5 separate regions of the Mus musculus genome follow, and regions 2, 3, 4 and 5 are each linked to region 1. Evidence: chromatin contacts called from public HiChIP or PLAC-seq, Micro-C and promoter capture Hi-C data. All regions are on one chromosome and are shown on one strand. Each heading gives the region's core, a stretch centred on a gene start, on an enhancer-like site or on the middle of the called end of the contact. The rest is flanking DNA. Distances are from core to core; before and after follow the strand shown.

Region 1 (2,700 bases), core at 39-2,538:
CTTGTTTTTCTAATTCAAGCACCTTTCTGTCAATGACACCCCAGCCTCACAGACATTTGTGACTGCCTGAAGAACTACAGTGTCTCACACCCTTCAAAGAGGCCCTCCACTTACTTTGTACAAATCTCCCCTAAAACTTTGGAAGAGTGGAACAATGCTATAAATATATGTTCAGTGGATTACAGCAAGCAAAGTGAAGCTTCAATTTGAGCACTTAGCTGGCAAACTGGGCAGTGCAAGATTTTTTTAACCAATTTCCTACATTAAAAAAAAAAACAGATGCCAAAAAATGTTAAAAATTTAGTTTTCTTGGGTTATAACACTATGAAGACTTAATGGTGTTATGTAAAGATTTTAGGAAATCAAGATACGAGGTTTATACCCCCGTGGTTCCTTATGTATTTATCAAAATTCAGTATCCCTAAAGAGCCCCAGGGCCGCTCAAATAAGGCGCACAAAAGCTGAGAGGCAAACTGTTTCACAGATCATCCCCATAACCGAGGCCCTTGAGGCCCTTGCCTCGGAGAAGAGAACAGTCTCCAAAGAGTTAGCCAGCCGAAGTACAATCACAGCGCTACCCAGCAGAAACACCGGGAAGCGAACGCGGAAGCCAGGGCAACCGGGCGGCCAGCCCCGGACGTCGCTAGGAGGTGCGGGGCAGCCAGGACCAACCTGTGCTGTCGCCGGCAGAACCCCGTGGCCCTCCCGGAGCGGCCTCTCCCGGCCCGCGGCCCCGCCCGGCTCTCGGGGTCGGTCCATTCATTCCGCACCCGGGACTGCCGCAGCCCCGAGCCCCTGCGGAGGAAGAGAAGGGAGCTCCGGGGCAGAGCGGCCGGCCACGGGCCACCACCCGCGCCCAGAGTCCAGGCCACGCCGCGATTCCCGCCCCGCGGAGGAACAGAAGCCGCCGAGGCCCGCACCGGTCCCGCGCCAGAGCCCGAAGCCCGCAGCCCCGCCCTCTCCCGGGCAGCCGCCAGGGCCTCCCCGGCCGCGGCCGCACCGCCCGGGCGTCCCGCTTGTCCGGCGTTCAGAGGCGGCCGGAAGTCTCCCCGGCGCCCCCTCCTCAGCGCCCGACTTCCTCGCCGCCGAGGCCGGACCCTTCTCCGCGATGCCTTAGAGAGGCCTCTCGGAGGCTGCGGAGGGAAGCGGACGGCCGCGCGGCCCGGCGCGCCGGAGCAGAGCCAGTGGCCCGAAGCCCGCCTGGGCGGTTACCTTGATGATCCTGCGGGGCAGCCCGGCCATCTTGTCAGATCCCGAGTTCGGCCTCTGCTCTTGTCTCCGGCTCCGCTCTCCTCACGCTCGAGTGGAAGTCCCGGGCTCCACTTCCGGGGAACGTCGCCGCGCCCGCCTGTCGCTACCTCCGCCGAGGCCCCTCGGGAAATGTAGTCCCTGCTAGGACGCGGGCTTCCGACAGCCTTCCCTCCGACCTGGTGGCCCCCTCCCCCGCGCTCCCCGCCCCAACCCCAGCCGGGGGTGGCGGAAGTGACGCTCCGCGGCGGGGCAGGGACTTGGGGGGAGGCGGCGCGAGGCGGCGCCGAGCTTCTTGGCCCGTGGCAGAATCGGCAACACTGGGCGGCCGGCGTCCACGAGCGAGCGCTGTACGTGCGACCACGCCTGCGTCGGGGGGCGACGTAACAAAGGCCCGGCCCCCGACGCAGCCCATTCATTCATTCGTTCCGTTTGTTCATTCAGCGTGTCCGCAGTGCGCGTGGCGGGCTGGCGCTGCAGCGGTTCCCTGCGGACAGGGCAGGCGGGTCGCGCGCTCCTCCTCGGTGGCGAACAGGCCGGAAGTCAATACCAAAGCTTCTAACTGGGAATAACGCTGCTTGCCAAGGACCACACACACACCCGCGACAAAAAAAATTTTTTCTAAACGTTTAAATTTCACATAAAAAAGGGGGCCTCTCTGGCGCTCCCCAAAAGAGAGTTCGGAACAAGGGAGGAGGCAAAAGGCACGGCCTCTAAACGCCTGGATCCTGCAGGATATTTAATCTTTGTGGTTGTTGGTTTTCCTGAGAAAGGGCTCCCTATGTAACCAAGTCTGGCCTGGTGCTCTCTATTCTGTACGCACCGAGCTGACTTGGAACTCGTGATTCTCCTGCCTCTGCCCCCTGAGTAGAGCTAGGCTTGTGCCACCACTTAAGGTTGAGCCTAGCAATCGAGATTTACGTGCTAACTAGAAGAAGGATCTGATTAGAGTGTAAGGGTCCATGCATGATTCGCTGAAGAATGATACCCCAGACCCAAACGGTATGTAAACGCAGAGAGGGCTTTATTCTGCAGAAGTCCAGCTTGCTAGGGTCTCTCATTCCAAGATGGAGACCTGGAAGTGAGCTCACAGTTCAGATTTAAAGCACATTAGGGGTGTGGTGGGGACATGAGTGGCTGAAAACTGTTGCTGAGGAAGTCTGGAAACTACTGCTGACCCACTGTCCTTGCTTCAGGCCAGGTGGTGGGGCAGCTTCTGAGGCCTGGACTTGCCTAGTTCTTAGAAACAGGGATTTAGGCCTCGTCTTCTGAATTGCCAATTTGAAGTCAGCCTAGCCTTCTCAAGGGGATAGAAAAGCCTGTAATCCCCAAAGGCGTTGGATTACTCATAGAATGAGGGCCCTAAAAGTGGAGGTGTCTCACAAGGATCGCTGGGTGTTTCCATTTCTTTTCATGTTGCTGTGGTAAAACACCCTCCAAAAGCAACTTAAA
Region 2 (2,700 bases), core at 71-2,570, 280 kb before region 1:
TGTGTACTCTATGGTTGATGATTTAGTCCCAGGGAGCTCTTGGGGACCTGGTTGGTTGGTATTGTTGTTCTTCCTATGGGGCTGCAAACCCCTTCACCTCCTCCAGTCCTTTAACTCCTCCACTGGGGACCCCATGCTCAGTCCAATGGATGGCTGTGAGCATCCACCTCTGTATTTGTCAGGCTCTGGCAAAGCCGCTCAGGAGACAGCTAAAACAGGCCCCTGTCAGCAAGCACTTCCTGGCATCCACAATAGTGTCTGGGTTTGGTGACTGTATATGGGATGGATCCCCAGGTGGAGCAGTCTCTGGGTATCTGCTCCACATTTTGTCTCAGTATTTTCTCCCATGATTATTTTGTTCCCCCTTCTAAGAAAGACCAAAGCATCCACACTTTGGTCTTCCTTCTTCTTGAGCTTCATGTGGTCTGTGAATTGTATCTTGGGTATTCCAAGCTTTTGGGTTAATATCCACTTATAAGTGAGTGCATACCATGTGTGTTCTTTTGTGATTGGGTTACCTCACTGTCTTAGTCAGGGTTTCTATTCCTGCACAAACATCGTGACCAAGAAGCAGTTGGGGAGGAAAGGGTTTATTCGGCTTACACTTCCATACTGCTGTTCATCACCAAAGGAAGTCAGGACTGGAACTCAAGCAGGTCAGGAAGCAGGAGCTGATGCAGAGGCCATGGAGGGATGTTCCTTACTGGCTTGCCTCACCTGGCTTGCTCATCTTGCTTTCTTATAGAACCCAAGACTACCAGGCCAGAGATGGTCCCACCCACAAGGGGCCTTTCCCCCTTGATCACTAATTGAGAAAATGCCTTACAGTTGGATCTCATGGAGGCATTTCCTCAACTGAAGCTCCTTTCTCTGTGGTAACTCCAGCTGTGTCAAGTTGACACAAAACTAGCCAGTACACTCACTTAGGATGATATTTTCTAGTTCCATTCATTTGCTGAAGAATTTCATGAATTCATTGTTTTTAATAGCTGAGTAGTACTCCATTGTGTAAATGTACCACATTTTCTGTATCCATTCCTCTGTTGAGGGACATCTGGGTTTTTTCTAGCTCCTGGCTATTATAAATAAGGCTGCTATGAACATAGTGGAGCATGTGTCCTTGTTATATGTTGGAGCATCTTTTGGGTATATGCCCAGTAGAGGTATAGCTGGGTTCTCAGGTGGTACTATGTCCAATCTTCTGAGGACTCACCAAACTGATTTGATATGACCAGTCTTAATCGAGCATGCTCTAGCATGAGCCATCAATGTAACCATGAACCAATCATGAACACCCCTGAAGCTGCCCTCTTCCAAAGCCAAGGTTAAAAATGATCAACATGTATGTTGAAATCCTCAACTTTGCTAAGGAACAGGACAGGAAGAGAGTGGGCAGAAACGGCAAAGGGAGGCAGAGACTCAACCTTTAACAAACCGGGAAGAAAACAAGGAGGAAAAAGCTAAGCAGATTCAATGAGCAGTCTCAAAAACAAACCTCTCTTCCTTCCATTATTACTGCTTTGTGCAGGGTTTGCACAGCTAGACAATCTCCTGTCTGCTTCAAAAATCAGACAGGATAACAGGAAATGGTTTGGGATTCCACAGTGATTATAGCTACTTAAGAATGACTTACCAAAAAACTCTCAAACAGATGGTATGGAGCATTTGATTACGGGCTTATCCTGCAAGGCAACAGAGAACATGTCTTTCTCTATGAATATAGAAGGGAAATGCAGAAAAGGAGGGGGATACCCTGGCAACCTTGCCCAGCCCCCTTTCATATCCACATTATAATTAGGATGGCCCTAAATGGGTCTCTGCTTTACACGTCGTTCAAAACCAAGTTGTATAATGTCGACGGCATGAATTCCCAGTGCGGAAGGATACTGAAGAGCTTGCAGCCTAAACCTCTTACTTTACAGATATGGAAACGGAGACGTGAGAAAGTAACAGATTTGCCCACGGTTTCATTATAGCAAATGTGGGGCTTGGGTCTCCTAACTTAAGGCTTTCACATTGGCCTTTATACAAGCTAATATTCACGAAAAGGGAAACATCAAAATCTGTTAGCACCATTATTACTAAATTAGCACCAGTCTGGGCTGAGCAATTATCAGAACTTGAAGCTGATGGGTAATGCCATTTGAGTCCAGTTAACGAGCCAAAAGCTGAGTTCCTTAATAACATTTAACATTAATCAGCATTTGGCTTCGGTTTGTGACAAGCGTTTCCAAAACATCGCAGACAATTACAATATTCTCAGCTTTGCTTAGTGTAAATACGGGATGAAAGACAGTCAAAATTTCCTAAATGACAGTCTCCAGAATGGAAATAATGAGTCCCACAGAGAAGGTACAGTGTGTTCATCTTTCCAGCGAGCCAAATATAATTTGGGAGCTAATGAGGTCACCGAGAGCTGACAGACAGCGAAGCTTCTGCTGGGTGAAAATGCAAACACCTCTTTCTACAGTGGGAGAGCGGGATCAGTGGGTGACACAGTCACAGAAGAGACGCTGAGCTTCACACCCACCCCCATCCCCACCGTGCTGTGGGCAATGACACAAAGGAGAGGTTTTCCTGAGCGGGGTACGATGCCCCACTCAAAGTGAGAAAGCCAAACACTGGGAAGACTTGGGACTCCCCTCATGGTGCATGGTGCTGAGAAGATAGCAGAGCAAAGGAAACCAGAACAACACTGGT
Region 3 (2,700 bases), core at 50-2,549, 300 kb after region 1:
TGGGATGTGCTCTGCTAGTCCTGCAAGTAACTAAGATGACTCTGTTATCTGATTTTCATTTTCTTTAACATCAAATTGAAAATAAAAACTGTGTCCACTCCAGCAGGTCCTGAATGTGAGTCGCCCCTAGCTATAAATGGCCCACTATGTGATCTCTATTTTCCTCAGCTTATTGGTTCCTTGACTGGCGGGCTAGATCTCAAAGAGATAAGGCTTTCTGGGCTCAAGTTGCTCACTGCAGTCACATGACTTGTCTGAAACCAGAGTTCTCACCGTCCACGGTGGACTTGTTGTTGTTGTTGTTGTTTTGTTTTGATTTATATTGGTCACTCATTGCAAGCCAGAGTTATCTGGGAAGGGAAACCCAGATTAAGAAAATGCCTCCAGCCGCGCATGGTGGCGCACACCTTTAATCCCAGCACTCGGGAGGCAAAGGCAGGAGGATTTCTGAGTTTAAGGCCAGCCTGGTCTACAAAGTGAGTTCCAGGACAGCCAGGGCTATACAGAGAAACCCTGTCTCGAGAAACCCTGTCTCGAGAAACCCAAAAAAAAAAAAAAAAAAAAAAGAAGAAGAAGAAAGAAAGAAAGAAAGAAAGAAAGAAAGAAAGAGAAAATGCCTCTATCAGATTAACCTGTGGGAAAGTCCGTGGGTCATTTTCTTGATTAATGGTTGATGTGGGAGGGCCCAGGTGACTATGGGTGGTGACACCCCTGGGCAGGTGGTCCTGGGCAAGCCAGTAAGCCGGATTCCTTTCTGACCTCTGCTTCAGTTCCTGCCTCTAGGTTCCTACCTAGAGTCCCTGCCCTGGCTTCCCTCAGTGATGAAAGTATCCTGAGAACCGAAAGGTGAAACGGGCCTTTCCTCCTCACTGTGTCTCGTCACACTGACGGCAACCTGAGAAAATAAGGACATTGTTTTACTCTCAGCATCGTGTGTGGAGTCAGAGGAGGCAGGACATGTGAGGACACTGAGAACCATGGGAACTGGGCCTTGTCATTGACCCCATGAGACTGAAGACTCGCTTTCCTGCAGCCTCCCTTCACAGCGGAGGCCACGGCTCTCCACTCCTTCCTTCTGTGGCTTCCTTGTATGTCAGAGACCACGGTGGCCATTCCTTTTTATTTTTCTACCCAGCCCCTGTTGTCCAATCCCTGTGTCAACAGAGAGTGTCCTTTCTTCCCAGAAGTGCCTCAGTACTTTTCCAGGAAGCTGCGTGTTCCCTCCAAGCCGAAGCTGAGCAATGCCTGGCGTGGTCATTTGTTTTCAGAGTCGCTGGCTTGTCACTAGAGTCAGCTAGAAAGTGCGAGGTGCCTGCTCAGGCCAAGGCCAGCACTGCTTTCCCCAGACTCACTGAGTGTGCGCAGCCTCGATACAGCAGGCCCTACGCTAGTCAGAAAGAATTGGAAAATGGGTGAGGCCGGTTACTTGTTGGTAATTTGAGACAGAAAGAACTGATTGGCTTGGGAAATTATAGAAAATGACTAAGGCACACAGCCAAAATTAAAATATCAAGTACACATTTTACTTTAAAAAAAAAAGGTTTTAAACTTTAAAGTATACCACCAGTTCCTAGGGATAAGGATGGAGGTCGGTGGGAGGGAGGAGGGAGACTGAGAGGCCAGCCTGAGCTGGTCAGAGGAGCTCCGTGGATTACCTCGTGTCCTTGCTAGCTCCCAGCTGGAAAACAGCATTGGATTGCCCACATTATGTCAGATGCCTCGGTGAACTTGGCTAAAACTCTGTATCTTCAGCATTCTAGACAGGAAGGAATTTTGTAGGAGAGATGTTTATAGAAAATAATACTGTAGAAAGACAAAGCCAAGATAGTCCAAGTTATTATATTGTCGTTGTCGTCGTCGTTGTTGTTGTTATTGTTATCTCTTTCACAAATCCCGTGTGGGGCTTTCTAAGTAGAGATCTTACAGTAAATAAAAGTAGTCGGAACTGTTTGGAAGGAACACCCTGAGCCTGAGCCTGCGCCGCTTCCTGTCTCCCCCACCGCTCTGTGGCTCTGCCCTCTACTGGAGTTTTCTTTGAAGAGTCATAAGCAGCTGGAGATGGATGCTGCCCGAGCGAAGGATGTTGTGGAAGCTGACCCAAGGCCACAGAGTTGTAGCCCATTTGAGGAACACTTTACGACTGCGGCTCCTGTAGAGCTCCTCTGGTTAGACAGTGCGCAGGATCCCTCCCAGGAACCAATGGCACTCCTGTCTCCTCCTCATCTCCCAGAAGCAAAGAGGTCAGCTCGAAGTACAGCTCCGCCAGGCGTGGCCTAAATACTGTGTGGGGGTTCACTTTGGCTCATCTGGAATTTCATGCTACCATATCCTGACTTCGAGTCTCTGCTTCTTTGGAAATAGTGAGGGCTTCACCCATTCTTTTTCTAGTTATTCAGAAAAATGAAATCTGTGGTTTAGTTCACCAACTGTCTTTTAGTCAAGAGATACTTGTGCCAGAAAAAAATCAAAGTACTTGAAGTTTGAAAAAGCAATGTGGTTTGTCAGGCTTAGTCACTATCTTTAACTTTACCCTGACCATATTGGCTCTTAGGTTCCAAATTTTGGCTAGAAGTGAATTTCTTATGATAAGAATGATATCCTGAATGGAAAGAGGTCAATTAACAGTAATTATTATCAGCAGCTCCTCAAATAAAAAGCATTGAATACATTCTATGTACATTCATGCACACACCCTCACTA
Region 4 (2,700 bases), core at 131-2,630, 340 kb after region 1:
ATGCAGCTGGCCAGCAAGTGTCATACAGATGCTGTGGCACATATGACCGCGCCTCACCCTTAGCACCGCTGCGGTCATCTTGGATGCTTAGAGTCCCTCTCAAACTTCCCTTGGCCTCTGTCTCTGGCACACTCCAGTTCCTCCACCTTTGCATATGCGGTTCCCTTAGGAGGGGCTGGACCACCCTCTTTACCCAGCATTCTCTTTTCAGGAGCTAGCTTTAGCTTCTTCGCTCCATGGCTCACATCCAGTTAGAGGTCCCCCTCCCCGCCCCCCGTAGAATGTCAGTGTCTGTACAGTGGCACAGTTACAGCCACACACACACTGGCACTCTTCAGAATCCTGTTTAGCAAGTGTAAGGTCAAGCTCTCCCCAGCACCTACTCCTACGCTGTAGGCTTGGCTGGGATGGTGAGACAGCTCGAATGGCTTCTAGTCTCTTCTCCCATCACATCTTGCCTCTATGGCTTGTTTTTTTCCTCAGGGAGAGGGGATGCTCTGGCTTCCTGCTTCTGTACCTTCTATTCTGGGCGATGTTTTATATTGAGGCTGCCAGGAGAGAGAAGCTGTCAGTTTGGCCTCGAGCCCCTCCCCACGACCCTTCAAGGGGAGCAGCACTCACAGCTTGGAGCAGCACACTGCTGGCCCCCAGGCTGGTATTGAGGGGAGTGGTTTTCAGCCAGAGCTCTTGATAAGATTTCTGACAAAAAGAGACAGGAGTTTAAAAAACAAAAACAAAAAAAACCTTGTGACAAAATAGTGTGTCCGTGAGCATGATACATGTTTGTCTGTCTATATACACAAGGAGGCAGAATTAAGCAACTATCCATGGATTTTTCTTCTTAGATCTTCTGCAGTGAACACTTTTAAGAGATGCTAAGCGGATGGCCTAGTTGGTCATCAAAGGGAGGAGAGGCCCTTGGTCTTGTGAAGATTCTATGCCCCAGTATAGAGGAATGCCAGGGCCAGGAAGCAGGAGTGGGTGGGTTGGGGAGCAGGGGTAGGGAGTAGGGGATAGGGGATTTTCGGAGAGGAAACTAGGAAAGGGGATAGCATTTGAAATGTAAATGAAGAAAACATTTAATTAAAAAAAAAAAACTGAAGGGGGGGGCGGTTTCAGCGGCACGCACGGTTCAGCCCACGAAACTGAGCAGTACAAAAAGACCGGAAATAGTCGCCTATCTGCCCCGCCCCATTCTCAAGTCTTCCCTATATGAGGTGCTTGCTTTATTCAATTTCCTGTTCTTTTCCTCCTCAGGTGACTGGATGGCCGGAATCCCCTCACACATCCTCAGCAGCTCGCCATCAGACCAGCAGATTAACCAGCTGGCTCAGAGGCTAGGCCCGGAGTGGGAGCCCGTGGTCCTGTCTCTGGGACTGTCCCAGACCGACATCTACCGCTGCAAGGCCAACCATCCCCACAACGTGCATTCGCAGGTGGTGGAGGCCTTTGTCCGCTGGCGCCAGCGTTTTGGGAAGCAGGCCACCTTCCTAAGCTTACACAAGGGCCTCCAGGCAGTGGAGGCTGATCCCTCCCTGCTCCAGCACATGCTGGAGTGACCTGACCCCCCCCCGCGCCCCCCCCCCACTTGCTGTGGGGGTGGTGGGGCGTGGGTTCCCAAGTCACACTGGCTGAACCGGACTTTTCTCAGCAGGTGGCTTTGTTCTGGGCTTTTCAGTGATCTGTTTACGGAAAGAGATCGTCCACCACTCACTCAACCATCGATTGGCTTTAATTGCTTGAAGACTGCGCTGTTGTAACTATGGTTTGGAACTTTGTGGCTGGCCTTTAACAGGAGGCCAGAAAAAACACAACACCCACCCTACCCAACCCCCCAAAAAATCATGCTACAGCATCGAATGCAGGTGTCCTGCATACAAGGCAGCTACACTTGTGTTGCCTGGAGACTGGATTGTGCATTTAGCTCTTCATAATGGTGATGATAATAAAAAAGCAAATTGTGATATAGAATGTGCCTCTTTCAATGAGAGAGTATTATATCACACACACACACACACACACACACACACATACACACACACACACCACTCTTCTGTTGCATAGACGGAGGGTGTAAAAATATGGGAGTGGAGCAAGATTGATAGCAGTCATGTGACGACGGAGATAAATAACTCAGGCAGGATGTATAGATTAAGCATGAGACACCGAAGCTCCCTGCAGAGGCCAGGGAGAGAACGGAAGACCTTCATCTTAACAAATTGTATGAGGAGTCTCTGTCCATTTGTTAAAGGCATTGGATCAGAGACAAGAGGGCTCAGTGTTTCTCTTGAGGCCTGAATGGCTGAAGGCGGTGAGTTCCCGAGGGGCGTCATGGGTTGTCCAGCCTTTCATTAACTGCACATAGTGTTAGCCAGACAGGTGTACGTGTTTGTCATCCCATCTAAGAGACTGAAGCAGGAGGATCACCTGTACATGACTGCTTCTTTCAACATTTTAAAATGTGTAACTTCTATTAAATTCTCTCAGTGCAAATAAAGTGCGTGTCCATTGTGTCCTTTCAAAAACCTAACAATAGATAAGATGAGGAGAAGCAAGAGTCTCCTTGTACTCCCCGCAGTCAGTCAGCTTTGCTCTGCTCTGCCGTCAGTTTCTTAGTTAAGCCCGCCCGCACATCCCTTCTGCAGCTGGAGCAGGATTGCCCTGTAAGGCTCTTTAACACTTGGCTTCCTTGCCTTAACA
Region 5 (2,700 bases), core at 72-2,571, 260 kb before region 1:
TACTGCTTTGGGCCAGTTACTTGATCCTTAATAAAATTTGCCTCCAAGATGCCCTGCAGGGAAAATGACCTAGCTGGGGAGGGACCCTGTTCCAACTTCCTAACTGCTGATGCTCACCAAGTATCCTCTGAAAAGGTTGCAGGGGCTGGTGGGGGGGGGGGGAGGGGGAGAAGGTCTATGCCACTTCCTGGCATTTAATGGCACCAAGTGTTTTAGTGTAATATATTTATATCCCCTGTTCACGGCTGCCTTCCCTAAGTCAACCTCTCCCACATTGGCTCGGCTGTAGATGGCCCAGAGCAGTGTGGAAACTTGGCCTCATTCAAGGTCAGAACATTTGAGAAGAGGAGGGGTCACCCCAGTGATGATTTTTTTTTTTTTTTAACCAATCTTTCCTTTTTTTTTTTCTTCAGAAAGCAAGAATGGATCTATGGGGTGGAAATAATGAACCATTTATATCCCAAAATGAGACTGCCAGGAAAAACAAACACCAAAAGAGAACATTTTATCAGAGGGTTTACTGCCCAAGGCTAACGGGGTACAAGGTACTGAGTGTTCGGTGGCCTGGGCCAAGAGCTACAGTAAGTCATGCCTTTCCCTCCTGCCAGCCCGATCAGACTGCCTTAACCACCTGGTGGTGAAGAGCTTTAGCGTTGTCTAAGTGAGTATGGGCGGATACACCACATACTTGATAGCAACGTAGCGGCTGTTGCCACACTGGACAAGTGCGTCTGCGTAATAGTTGCGTAAGTCAGAGAGGCTCAGGCGGAGTACATCAGTGGGGGACCTGCTAACCTGTGGCTTATGTAACTAGGAGCCAGCCCTCCAGGGTGCTTCTGGTCGCCTTGGAAAGAATGTTCGGTCTTTGAACTTGGCCCGGGCTTCCAGCGGTTCTTTGCCCCAAAGGTGTGTGGAATGGCTCAGCTGTCAGCACCTGCTGGGGAGATAAAGGAGAGCACCCATAGCCTGATCCTCGTTGAGCACCAATACAGAGGAGGCTAGTGACAGGACCCAGATGGCCTCCCCCTCCCCACCCCACCCCACCAAACACCCTACGTGGATGGAGACCAAGGTCCCTTTATTTAAGGAGGCAGAATCCATAAGCCTGCTGCGATGGAAGACAAAGGTGAAAGGATTCCCTCTAAGCTAGGAACCTTAGCTATGACAGCACACTGTTGCATGGTCTGGGCATTGTGCTCTTCCCTGTGGACTGGAAATCTGGCACTCAGCTTTTCTCCTAGCTTACCTGGAGCAGGATAGTAAAGTAGGTCAAATTTGGGTCTGCTGCCCTCTCACCTCCAATCACCACACCGCTGCCCATGTCGAGACCTAGCTGTTTCCATCCGAGCTTCCAATCGTTCTTGCTCTGAACACCTGCTCGGCACCAGGTGTTGTGCCAAACACCAGGCAGTGAGCAGGCAGGACTTCCTTGGCACCGGGTGACCCCCTGTAGTGCCCTGGGCCTCTACCCATGTCTGTCAGGTTTGCCATGAATCCACGTGGCTCACACTATGTGACTCACACTACTAGTCACCAACTGTGGTTCTGTCCATCTCAGCCTTGGAGATAGGAGTCTTTGTTTTCATCATTACATATGAATGGATTATTCCTAGGAAACAATGGCAACTGTACATTGTTCCTGGGGGTTTCTGCAATCCTAGCACTTAGAGGATTTGAGGCAGGAGAATCGTGAATTCTAGGACAGCCTGAACTATGGAGTGGAAGCTTGCTGAAGAAGAAAAAGTGGATGGCCAGAAGAAATTATGTCTCCTACAGAATGGACCAGGACTCACTGGCCAGTTGGAGGTGGGAAATGGAGAGGAGGCCCCACAATGAGCAGAATAGTTCCATTCCCAGCAGAGATCAAGATACCTCCATCACATCCTCACGTATTGGTGACCTGAGTGTATAGTGGGTGAGAGAACACACTCTAGAGCTGGATTGACGAGGTAGGTTCGAGTCTCAGCATATTAGACTAAATGTTAAAAAGCACTTGATCTTTGTCTTAGTTAGGGTTTTACTGCTGTGAACAGACACCATGACCAAAGCAAGTCTTATAAAGGACAATATTTAATTGGGGCTGCCTTACAGGTTCAGAGGTTCAGTCCATTATCATCCAGGTGGGAGCAAGGCAGCGTCTAGGCAGGTATGGTACAGGCAGAGCTGAGAGTTCTACATTTTCATCTGAAAGCTGCTAGCAGAAGACTGGCTTCCAGGAAGCTAGGATGAGGGTCTTAAAACCCATACCTGCAGTGACACACTTACTCCAACAAGGCCATGCACACTCCAACAGGGCCACACCTTCTAATCGCGCCACTCCCTGGGCTAAGCATATACAAACGATAACCGTCTTCATTCCTTCATTTGTCTCTCATGAAAAGAAAGACAATGGAAATGTCTAATTGTATCTAAAAGGGTGTTTTAGGGATTAATATGCATTAATATGTGAGAGATCTCCATAAGATTGAGGTGCATAGTAAGCACTCTATAAGTACGGACTTTGGTTTTACACTAAAAGTCTATGCTTTTCTACTTTGCGGCCAGATTCTCACTGGAGTCTCTATTCAAAAACAGATGGCTCCTTAGCCAAGCTGCTGTTTCCTCATCCGTAGAGTGGGAAGTTGACCAAGGATGTTGGGGCAAAGTCAGGTGACCATGTTCTGGTCTCTGATCTCTTCTGAGCATGGGTAACTCATGTAA

Evidence for each region. Promoter capture Hi-C pulls out the DNA fragments that hold promoters and counts their contacts. A called contact is a pair of places that touch in the nucleus more often than the background predicts. HiChIP or PLAC-seq counts read pairs in DNA pulled down with a chosen protein or histone mark.
Region 2: a promoter capture Hi-C map of liver shows a contact between it and region 1. The contact joins the enhancer-like site here to the promoter of Ube2n in region 1. A contact is called at or near these places in 3 of 39 promoter capture datasets (cranial neural crest, liver and neutrophils), 1 of 15 datasets of contacts at CTCF or cohesin (the NIH/3T3 cell line), 3 of 115 datasets of contacts at active chromatin or transcription factors (acute myeloid leukemia and embryonic stem cells) and 1 of 9 other capture datasets (liver).
Region 3: a contact with region 1 is called in an H3K27ac HiChIP or PLAC-seq map of embryonic stem cells, with 27 read pairs. The contact joins the enhancer-like site here to the promoter of Ube2n in region 1. A contact is called at or near these places in 1 of 39 promoter capture datasets (liver), 1 of 484 Hi-C or Micro-C datasets (embryonic stem cells), 2 of 115 datasets of contacts at active chromatin or transcription factors (both in embryonic stem cells) and 1 of 9 other capture datasets (liver).
Region 4: a Micro-C map of embryonic stem cells shows a contact between it and region 1, with 4 times the contacts expected there. The contact joins the enhancer-like site here to the promoter of Ube2n in region 1. A contact is called at or near these places in 5 of 39 promoter capture datasets (the 3T3-L1 cell line, embryonic stem cells, liver and 2 more), 1 of 484 Hi-C or Micro-C datasets (embryonic stem cells), 6 of 115 datasets of contacts at active chromatin or transcription factors (bone marrow-derived macrophages, effector CD8 T cells, embryonic stem cells and 1 more) and 2 of 9 other capture datasets (adipose tissue and liver).
Region 5: a contact with region 1 is called in an H3K4me3 HiChIP or PLAC-seq map of embryonic stem cells, with 12 read pairs. The contact joins the promoter of 4732465J04Rik here to the promoter of Ube2n in region 1. A contact is called at or near these places in 2 of 39 promoter capture datasets (both in liver), 1 of 15 datasets of contacts at CTCF or cohesin (the NIH/3T3 cell line), 5 of 115 datasets of contacts at active chromatin or transcription factors (acute myeloid leukemia, embryonic stem cells, hepatocytes and 1 more) and 1 of 9 other capture datasets (adipose tissue).

Annotation. Positions count from the first base shown.
Region 1 is chr10:95,513,750-95,516,449 of GRCm38.p6, reverse strand. Ube2n (ubiquitin-conjugating enzyme E2N) reads right to left here and starts at 1,288. Exons shown (of 4, transcript NM_080560.3): 1 at 1,213-1,288. The coding sequence starts at 1,242. It overlaps Gm46239 (a long non-coding RNA gene), which reads left to right and starts at 2,194. Exons shown (of 2, transcript XR_001779843.2): 1 at 2,194-2,250.
Region 2 is chr10:95,790,666-95,793,365 of GRCm38.p6, reverse strand. All of the region lies in intron 4 of 4732465J04Rik (a long non-coding RNA gene), which reads right to left. Among named protein-coding and RNA genes, the nearest start is that of 4732465J04Rik, 19 kb to the right of the region's middle. Within about 2 kb of position 1,320, at least 6 of the 459 cell types and tissues checked have an H3K27ac peak or open chromatin away from gene starts, as enhancers often do.
Region 3 is chr10:95,217,465-95,220,164 of GRCm38.p6, reverse strand. The region is part of intron 2 of Cradd (CASP2 and RIPK1 domain containing adaptor with death domain); the gene reads left to right. Among named protein-coding and RNA genes, the nearest start is that of Gm29684, 73 kb to the right of the region's middle. Within about 2 kb of position 1,299, at least 52 of the 459 cell types and tissues checked have an H3K27ac peak or open chromatin away from gene starts, as enhancers often do. A contact at or near this core is called in embryonic stem cells and liver, where this site is marked.
Region 4 is chr10:95,174,536-95,177,235 of GRCm38.p6, reverse strand. Cradd (CASP2 and RIPK1 domain containing adaptor with death domain) reads left to right here. Exons shown (of 3, transcript NM_001330138.1): 3 at 1,258-2,497. The coding sequence ends at 1,559. Among named protein-coding and RNA genes, the nearest start is that of Gm29684, 30 kb to the right of the region's middle. Within about 2 kb of position 1,380, at least 26 of the 459 cell types and tissues checked have an H3K27ac peak or open chromatin away from gene starts, as enhancers often do. A contact at or near this core is called in embryonic stem cells, where this site is marked.
Region 5 is chr10:95,771,754-95,774,453 of GRCm38.p6, reverse strand. It overlaps 4732465J04Rik (a long non-coding RNA gene), which reads right to left and starts at 1,321. Exons shown (of 5, transcript XR_380952.1): 1 at 1,247-1,321; 2 at 689-731.